3 separate regions of the Mus musculus genome follow, and regions 1 and 2 are each linked to region 3. A link is a contact called in public HiChIP or PLAC-seq data. All regions are on one chromosome and are shown on one strand. Each heading gives the region's core, a stretch centred on a gene start, on an enhancer-like site or on the middle of the called end of the contact. The rest is flanking DNA. Distances are from core to core; before and after follow the strand shown.

Region 1 (2,925 bases), core at 201-2,700, 150 kb after region 3:
TGTAGATCAGGCTAGCCTCAAATTAGTCTTGACTTCCCCGTCTCTACCTTGTGAGCACTGGAATCGCACGCATGTGCAACCAGCCTGGCTATTTATTTATTTTTAATCATGATTTCCCTAAAGTCTGTAATCCCAGGACTGGGGGAAGCTGAGGCAGGAGGATGACTATAAGTTCCAAGCCAGCCTAGGGTTACATATACAGACCTTATTTCAAACAAAACCAAGATAGGTGGTGAGATAGCTCAGCAGGTAAATGTGATCACTCACTGCATCACATGAGTGCAATCCCCCAGACCCACGTGGCAAAAGGAAAGGATCAATTTCTGAACCCAGAAAGTTTTCTGACCACTACATGCCCTCCCCCTAAATACATACGGCAACAACCAAAACAAACATCAGACTAAAAACAAACAAAACAGAAAACAACAAAATCCCCCCAAAACAAAACAAAAACCAACCAATCAAACAAAAGCACCCGCCAGCCTTGTCATTTACTGGAGTATCAACGCGTTTGCTCTTAGGAAGCAGTGAAGCTTCCGAGGGCAAACACTGCTAGGTACTGCAGATCTGTGTCTGTCGGCCCCAGCTAGACCATGGATGAGGGGTACCTTATCGACTCTAACCCCAGCTCCCTCTTCTTTAATAGTGGAGGGCTGTGGCTGTGGCAGCACCCATCACTACTTATTGTGTGTGGTGTATGCATGCTGACATATGCTTGAGAGCTCGTGTGCAACTGCAGGGGCCACAGGAAGTTATTACTCCCAGCTTCATTCCCCAGAGCCAGGGTCCGTCTCTGAACTTGAAGGTAGACTAGGCTGGCGGCTAGGGTCTCTGATCCCACATGTTGGTTGTGTCCCTGTCTCCCTGCTGGGGATTCGAGCGGTTTCTCAAGGTTGCAAAAGCTCTCTTACCCCTGTGTCATCTCCCCAGCCCATGGACAGCACCTAATTGCTCCGATCACCAGGATCCATTCTGCTATTCCGGACAACGTGAAGGAACTAGACGGTTAACCCAGAGTCACATCACCGGGGGGGGGGGGGGGGGGGTTTCAGGACTGGAGAGGTGGCCTGCGCCCCCACCCACCCCCACCCCCCGGCTCAGGGCTGGGCTTCCCGCGCATCCAGTCCCAGGTCTTGTCCTGATTTCCCGGCTGAAAATCCTCACCGTGGAAGGCTGAACCGAGCCGCGAACACATGAGGAGCCCCGGTTCCCGCCTCAGACCTGCAACTAACGACAGCTTGCTCGCGCCTAACTACATTTCCCAGAGTTTTCAGCGGCAAGCCGTTAGCGGGGCTCGCGACAGAAAATTCATTGGCGCCGAGGTGGTGGTGGCCGGTGACCAGCAAGGTGAATACGCAGATCTGTCGCTAACCCTCACACCTTTCACCCTGTCTACGCGCTCGCCACCACCTGATGCTCACTTCTGGTGTGGGAGGAGGCAGAGCAAGACAAGCCGTTGCCTGGAAAGGAACCAGAACTACAACTCCCAGAATGCTTCGGCATGGACAGCCTCCTGCTTCTCCGAGTAGCCCTAGAAACCGTTGTAGTTGCCACAGAGACTATTCTCAGATTATTTGGGCTCTGCAAGCCAGCGAGCGAAGGAGCAGAAGCCAGATTAGGGGAACGATAAAGGACAAAAGACGATATTTGACTTAAACAATGCTGACGAATACATTGCCATTTTTTCTTCCCACGGATGATCAGGGCCAGAGCAAAGGGCGAACAGCCTTCTAGGAAATGCAGAGAAGCTGCCACAGGAGCTATGGGAAACGTAGTCCATTGATTACTAGCCACGCCTTTAAGGAGAATTCAAACACAGTATTTGCCTTATAAGTACTTAAATAGTATTTAGAAAGTCCCTTTTTTATATTTACCCTCGGAGCCGTTTCAGACACTGCATATCCTAAGTGGAGCTTGTACCTGGCTAGCCTGTCTTCAGCCATCTTCCTTTAAGGTTTGTTGTACACAAAAGTAGACCAAAGGAACCTGTGGCTATTACGATTAATACATACTTCATAAATGTGATGGTTTGTATATTCTTGGGCCAGGGAGTGGCACCATTTGGAGGTGTGACCTGGTTGGAGTAGGTGTGCCTCTGTGGGTGTGAGTTTAAGATTCTCACCCTAGTTGCCTAGGAGTCAGTCTTCCACTAGCCGCCTTTGGATGAAGACATAGAACTCTCAGCTCCTCCTGCACCATGCCTGCCTGGATACTGCCATGCTCCCACCTTGATAATGGACTGAACCTCTGAACCTGTAAGCCAGCCCCAATTAAATGTTTTTATAAGACTTGCCTTGGTCATGGTGTCTGTTCACAGCAGTAAAACCATAACTAAGACAATAACCTATACGGTAGGAAGAAATCTTGAAAACTACTAACGGCTTGTTCTGAGTTAACCTTCAAACTAAATGTTCACTCCAGGACACAATAGGAATGAAAGGCCTGGGTATGAATCTTTCTCTTGCTACACACTGAGAGACGGTAACTAAGGAGACTGGGATCCCAAGAGACAGTGCCAACCACCTGACCAGAGGGTTTGGATAACGATGGCCTTTGTTCTATAATCTGACCAAAACTCTGATAAGACTATAGATGTAGAAGACGGAGCTCATTTTGATTTTCACAGGCTGAGTATCTGGAATCCTGAAGTGGACCTGGGCCACACTGAGGCTTTGGAAACAAGAGGCATGCTTTCAAAGGCTGTATAAAGAGCAACAGAGAGGCCTGCAGCTCTGTGGGTAGACACCTGGCTAACAGGAAGCCCATCTGGCTCCCATCTGTAGCATCACATAAACTGGGCATGGGTAATGGCGGCCTGTGAGAGTGAAGGCAGAAGGATCAGGGATTCAAGGTTATTGTGGGAAGCCACATGTGCCGTTGCAGGGTGGCGCTGGCTTCCGCTGGCCACCATGCATACATAGGCAG
Region 2 (2,910 bases), core at 200-2,699, 130 kb after region 3:
TCTATCCCCAAAGTCAGAGTGAAGTCCTAATTGTGGAACCTGATAATAGACTATATTTAGGATTTTCTTTCTGCCCTCACCCCTACTCATCGCCCCCTCCCTCCATTCTTCCTTTATTCTGTTTTATTGTGTGGGTGGGTGGTTGGAAAGAGGCACGTGTGCATGTGCTAGCATATAAGGATGGAGGTCAGAGAACAATTTGTAGGAGTCTTTTCTCTCTGTAGGTCTGGGGGATCAAACTCAGGTCACCAGGCATGATGGCTGGCACGTTTACCTGCTAAGGCATCTTGCAGGCTCTTGCCTCTTGCTGTGAGCTCTTGCTGCATAGCCTGGGCTGGCCTGGCAATGGGTCCCTTGGCTTCAGTCCTTAGGGTGCTGATCACCCAGAGACCTCAGCCTCTCACACAGCAGGTGTCCTCCTTCGAGCTACCTGGGACATAGGGACGTCATCTAAGCTACAGATCTCCTAAGAAAAGTTATATGTGTGCACAGGAGCACAAGTGCCCACAGAAACTGGAGGATAGTGCTGTTTCACCCCAGAGTGGGAGTTACAGGTGGTTGTAAGCCACTAGTGTGGGTGCTAGGATCCCAGTTCAGGGCCTTTGAAAAAGAAGTATGTGCTCTTAACCAATGAGCCACCTTGCTAGACCCCCAAAGTGGTTTTTTTCGAGACAGGGTTTCTCTGTGTAGCCCTGGCTGTCCTGGAACTCACTTTGTAGACCAGGCTGGCCTCGAACTCAGAAATCAGCCTGCCTCTGCCTCCCGAGTGCTGGGATTAAAGGCGTGCGTCACCACGCCTGGCTGGTATCATCTTTAAGAACAACATCTACCACCTTTGAAACAGGGTCTCTCCCTGGCCTAGAGCTCACCAATTAGGCCAAACTACGCTGGTGTGTTACTACTGAGCCATGCCCCCAGCCCCTCACTGGGGGATTCTAGGCAGAGAGCCACACCTCCAGCCCCTCACTGGGGGATTCTAGGCAGAGACTCTACCACCGAGCCACGCCCCCAGCCCCTCCCTGGGGGATTCTAGGCAGGGGCTCTACCACTGAGCCATGCTCCCAGTCTCTCCTGGGGGATTCTAGGCAGGTGACCACTGAGAGCCCTTGTGGGATTGTCATCTGGCTCTGTGATAAAAATGCCCTGACAAGCTTATTGTGGTGCTGCATGCCTTTAAACCTACCACAAGGTGGGTAGAGGCAGGAGGATCTCTGTGAGTTTGAGCCCAGCCTGGTCTACATAAGAAATTCTAGGCCAGCTAGAGCACCATCAGAGACCCTGTCTCCAACTCCCAGCCCCCCCCAAAGAAAACAAAAACAAACACCCCCCCCCCACAACAACAACAACAACAAAAGGCCACTCAGGGGAGCCAGGTTAATCTGGCTCATGGTCTCAGGTAACAGTCCTCACAGCAGGCATGCTGCAGAGGCAGGAGCTGCTGGCCTTGTCTTACTAAGTAGTTTCATGATGGCCTTTAACTCTCCCATCCTCTGGCTCCACATCTGGAGCACCAGGTGGGATGGAGCCCAGAGTTTCCTCCAGGCTAGGTGAGAACCCGCAGCTGGGCTGTGGTCCACTTGCATTGCTATGCTGGCTCGGCATGTTTTAGCTCTTCAGTGCTGTGGGTTGAACTGTACACATATTAAATAATGCGTGCATCCTGTTCCAGAGGCCAACTCCCCAGACCTTTTATATGTTCATTTCGAGAGAACTCTATACTTAGGAGACAGAGGCAGGCAGGTCTCTGTGAGTCTGAGGTAAGCCTGGTCTACATAGAGAGTTCCAAAGTTACATAGTAAAACCCTATCTCAAAAAAAAAAAAAATTCCTTCTGAGATCTCAAGAGATTCTCAAAGAGTTTGGGCTGGCCTCGATCCTCCTGCCTCTGGAGACCTGGAATCGTGGCTTTGCACCACTGTGCTTGGCCTTTAATATTTCTTCAGATATGAGCAGAGTCCCTCCATGAAGCTGTCAGGCCTGGAGATTTCCTTTGTTTGAGTGTGAGGCTAGAGTTAACAGAGAAGGTTTTCTTTTTTTTAAGCACAGTTTCACATATCTCCGTAGCCATGGCAATGACCCCTGGTCAAATTCTGAGAACTAGAATCCTCACTGAGAGATTGGTAAGAGGTTCTTTTCTGTGCCCAAAATAGAATCAAGAGGAACCAGGCAGCAAACCAGCACTGAGGGGCACACCTGTAGACTGAGCCCCTGAGGGGTGGAGGCAGGAGGATGAGGAGCTCATTTGGGCTACATAGCTTGAGGCCAGCCTGAGCTGGGCTACATGCAACCCTGGGGCAGAAAAAGATGAACTAAGGACTGGAGAGATGGTTCAGTGGGCAAGAGTGCTTGCTTTGCAAACATGGGGCTCTTAGTTCAAATTCCCAGCATGGTGTAAAAAGCTAAGCATGGCTGTTTGCATGCCTGTAACCCCAGGACGGTCAGGGTGGTGGAGGGACAGGACTTCGTAAGGGATCCCACATGTACTGTAGTGACACCTTGTCTCAAGGCAGTAAGGTGGGACAGCCGAAGTCCTCTCCTTATTGGCATATGCAACTGCACACACGAGCACATACAACAAACATACCTACAGGAATTTAACAGAATGATGAACTAGGCTGTCCTGGTAGCTCTGGTTTGGGTCTGGAGGTGGGGCCTGGTTGGAGGAAGTCCATCACTTCGGACTTGTAAAGACTTCAAGCATCCCTGGTCCAGACTCGAGGAGGAGAGCAGCTTAGTTTGCTACCTGCTTCCTGACATGAATGACCTCTGCCTTGACCCAAAGCAGTCAGAGCCTGGGCCGACACCCGGGCTTGAATGCACTCTTCTAGGTGAAGACCTCGGACATTTTGTCAAAGTAACAAAAAGCTAACAAGGGCAGGTTTACTTTCTAAAATGTGTGCTGTGTGCTGTG
Region 3 (2,942 bases), core at 48-2,547:
ACTATCATTCTATCCTTGGCCCTGTGGCTCCAGCCCACCAGTGTCTATATCCAGAGAGAAAGAAAGCTTCAAAACACCCTCTGGGGCCTAGAGAGATGGCTCAGCCCTTAAAAGCACACACTGTCCTAGTAGAGGACCTAACTTCCATTCCCAACACCCACGACAAATGACATACAAGTCCCTGTAACTCCAGCTCCAGGGAATCTGACACTTCCCAGCTTTCACATGCGCACACAAACGGACACACACACACACCACACACATAATTAAAACGGAAGAGAAAAGCTGGGCGTGGCGGCACACGCCTCTAATCGGAGCACTCAGGAGGCAGAAGCAGGCAGAGCTCTGTGAGGTAGAAGCCAGCCAAAGCTGCAGATTGAGTTCCAGGCTAGCCAGGACAACATAAAATGATACTCTGCCTAAACAAACAAGCAAACAAACAACCGAGAATGAATGATAAAAACAAAATCTTAAGAAAACACCTCTTTCTCTCTCTCAGTCATCTCAGGCTGCTGTACTGGTTCTTGCTCCTTGACAGAGCTTTCTGTGGTAACCTCTGTTCTCATTAGTGGAAGAGGCTGGTCCAATCCAGCCATCAGCACCCCACCCAGTACACCTCAAAACCCAGCCGCACAAGGCTATTGACACAAAGAGCGAGCCCTCAGGGCACCAGGAGAGTCTGGCCCCATGTGGGGAGTCAGACATGCTTCACAGCAGGCCTGGCGGGCACACGGAGGGAGGAGGAAAGGACTTGAAGTTCTCTATTGGGCTTAAGTCCAAGAGGAACGAGAACCCAGACAATCACAGGGCACATTTCATGCCCTCTGGTCACTGGGCAGTAACCCAAGAGAAAGCCAGGCCAACTTTTCCTGGATGTAGGCCCAGGGTGCACAAGGGGCAGACAGCACTGTCAGGGTCCATAGCTTCTCTGTGATGGCTGTCTCCAAAAAAAGGGGGTCGTGTTGCAGCAGACCAAGGCTCGAGGAAGGGAATTCCAAACACCAGGCTTTGTAGGCTCTTGTGGTACTTCCAAGGGTCTAGACGACCGACCAGCCAAAGGCACAGGGATGTTCCAGTCAAGGGAACCAGAGTTTGCTCAATTATCCCCCATGCCCTTTCACACGTACACACACGTGTCCCAGCAAGTCACTGGGAGGGAGGGAGGGAGGGGGAGAGGGGGCAGGGCCGGCGGGCAGCCCAGACATTTCCAGAGTTAGAAAGTGGGTGGGGCTGGAACATGAGTTCATCTATTTCCGGCTCACATCTGGTATAAAGGGAGGCAGCAGCCAGGGAACGGAGCACAGCTGGATCAGGCTGCAGCAGAGCCCCGAGAGCTTTGTGAAGGAGGACCGCCGCACACCCGCCTCCGGCAGCACACAGCCAACCACAGCTGAGCGACAGCCAACAAGAGCCAATCACAAGGCACCTTTGAATACTCAGGTAGGAGAAAGGCAAGCTTACACTCTCACCTAAGGAAGAAAAACGTCCCGTCTCCATCTCTCACCCTCCGTTTTCCCTCCTTTCCCTTCCACTCTTTTCTGGAACTCTGCAGCCTTTAGTCCACCCTAGCCCAGCCAGGACCACAGGTGGTCAGGAAAGATGGTCAAACCGCACTTCCAACCCTGTATCCCAGAAGCCAGCACATAGTCTTTGGGTCCTTCCCCAGCAAACCTCTCCTTTCTCAGTTTAGCAAAGGGACTTTACTTTTAAAAGGAAAGATGCATTTATATCTGTATGCATGTGTGCGTACTCATGTGTTCAAGAGTGGAAATCAGGGATCAACTTTCAGGAATCAGCTCTCACTTTAAGCCAAAAGCTATCATCGTCTAAAGGTCTCTTAGCCCCACAGAAGGGATCAGAGATGCACAGGGGCTGTTTTTCTAAGATTCACCTAGGTTAAAAAAAAAAGTGAGGACAGCCTATGTTAAAACATCAAGTAGCATCTATTCGTGCCTGTAATCACAGCACTTGGGAGAAGTGAAGCAGGAGTGTCCTGAGTTCAAGTCCAGCCTAGGTTACATAGCAAGCAAGATTCTGGGGGGGGGGGGGGATGAAAAGAATTGGAGGCAGCAGGGGATGAGCTGGTTATCCAATTGCATTGTGGGATCTCATCATCCAATTGCATTGTGGGGTCTTAATGAATGGAACTTACCGCACTGATGGCTTACAGGCTAGAGGCGAGCACTCTGAGGAGGCAACACCCCCCCCCCCCGGGCAGTCTTCCCGGCACATGTCTTTATCAGATTCCCTTCTATTCTTCCTAGGATGCAGATGTCTTCAGCCCTTGCTTGCCTCATCCTGGGCCTGGTTCTGGTCTCTGGGAAAGGGTTCACTTTACCCCTCCGAGAATCCCACACAGCCCATCAGGCCACCGACTTCGGAGTAAAAGTGTTTCAGCAGGTGGTCCAGGCCTCCAAAGACCGGAATGTGGTCTTCTCTCCCTATGGCGTGTCCTCGGTGCTGGCTATGCTGCAGATGACCACAGCGGGGAAAACCCGGCGGCAGATCCAAGATGCTATGGGATTCAAAGTCAATGGTGAGAGTCTTGGGGCGGAGTGGGAGCTGGAGGAAAAGGTCGGGAGGAGCTCACAGACCAGGTCCAGAACAAACGGAGAAGGCAGGGAAGGCTGACTGCAGCATCACTGAGTCTAGTCACGTCCAGCCGCAGCCCAGAGACCACCCGTTTTCTCTCCCACTATTGGGTCAGTTGACCTTGTCTTATACTAGCCAGTGGAATCAGCACACAGGAACTGTGTGACTCTGGTGCTGCGATATAGCTTCCCCAGCATACACAAAGCCCTGGGCTCCATCCCCAAATCTAAGGAAACTGAAGATGATGGTGTAGAACTGTGGCCATGTTACTTGGGAAGTGGAGGCAGAAGGATCAGGAGTTCAAACTCATAGCTGGCTAAGTATCGAGTTCAGCAACAGCCTGGATTACA

Evidence for each region. HiChIP or PLAC-seq counts read pairs in DNA pulled down with a chosen protein or histone mark.
Region 1: an H3K27ac HiChIP or PLAC-seq map of embryonic stem cells shows a contact between it and region 3, with 11 read pairs. The contact joins the promoter of 4933404O12Rik here to the promoter of Serpine1 in region 3. A contact is called at or near these places in 2 of 39 promoter capture datasets (3T3-L1-derived adipocytes and cranial neural crest), 7 of 115 datasets of contacts at active chromatin or transcription factors (bone marrow-derived macrophages, embryonic basal ganglia, embryonic stem cells and 1 more) and 3 of 9 other capture datasets (adipose tissue, embryonic stem cells and liver).
Region 2: an H3K27ac HiChIP or PLAC-seq map of embryonic stem cells shows a contact between it and region 3, with 6 read pairs. The contact joins the enhancer-like site here to the promoter of Serpine1 in region 3. A contact is called at or near these places in 2 of 39 promoter capture datasets (3T3-L1-derived adipocytes and macrophages), 3 of 115 datasets of contacts at active chromatin or transcription factors (bone marrow-derived macrophages and embryonic stem cells) and 3 of 9 other capture datasets (adipose tissue, liver and pancreatic islet).

What each region holds. Positions count from the first base shown.
Region 1 is chr5:136,917,671-136,920,595 of GRCm38.p6, reverse strand. It overlaps 4933404O12Rik (RIKEN cDNA 4933404O12 gene), which reads right to left and starts at 1,450. Exons shown (of 4, transcript NR_015555.1): 1 at 1,165-1,450.
Region 2 is chr5:136,942,125-136,945,034 of GRCm38.p6, reverse strand. No RefSeq gene overlaps it. Among named protein-coding and RNA genes, the nearest start is that of Fis1, 18 kb to the left of the region's middle. Within about 2 kb of position 1,449, at least 13 of the 459 cell types and tissues checked have an H3K27ac peak or open chromatin away from gene starts, as enhancers often do. A contact at or near this core is called in embryonic stem cells, where this site is marked.
Region 3 is chr5:137,070,627-137,073,568 of GRCm38.p6, reverse strand. It overlaps Serpine1 (serine (or cysteine) peptidase inhibitor, clade E, member 1), which reads left to right and starts at 1,297. Exons shown (of 9, transcript NM_008871.2): 1 at 1,297-1,440; 2 at 2,265-2,536. The coding sequence starts at 2,266.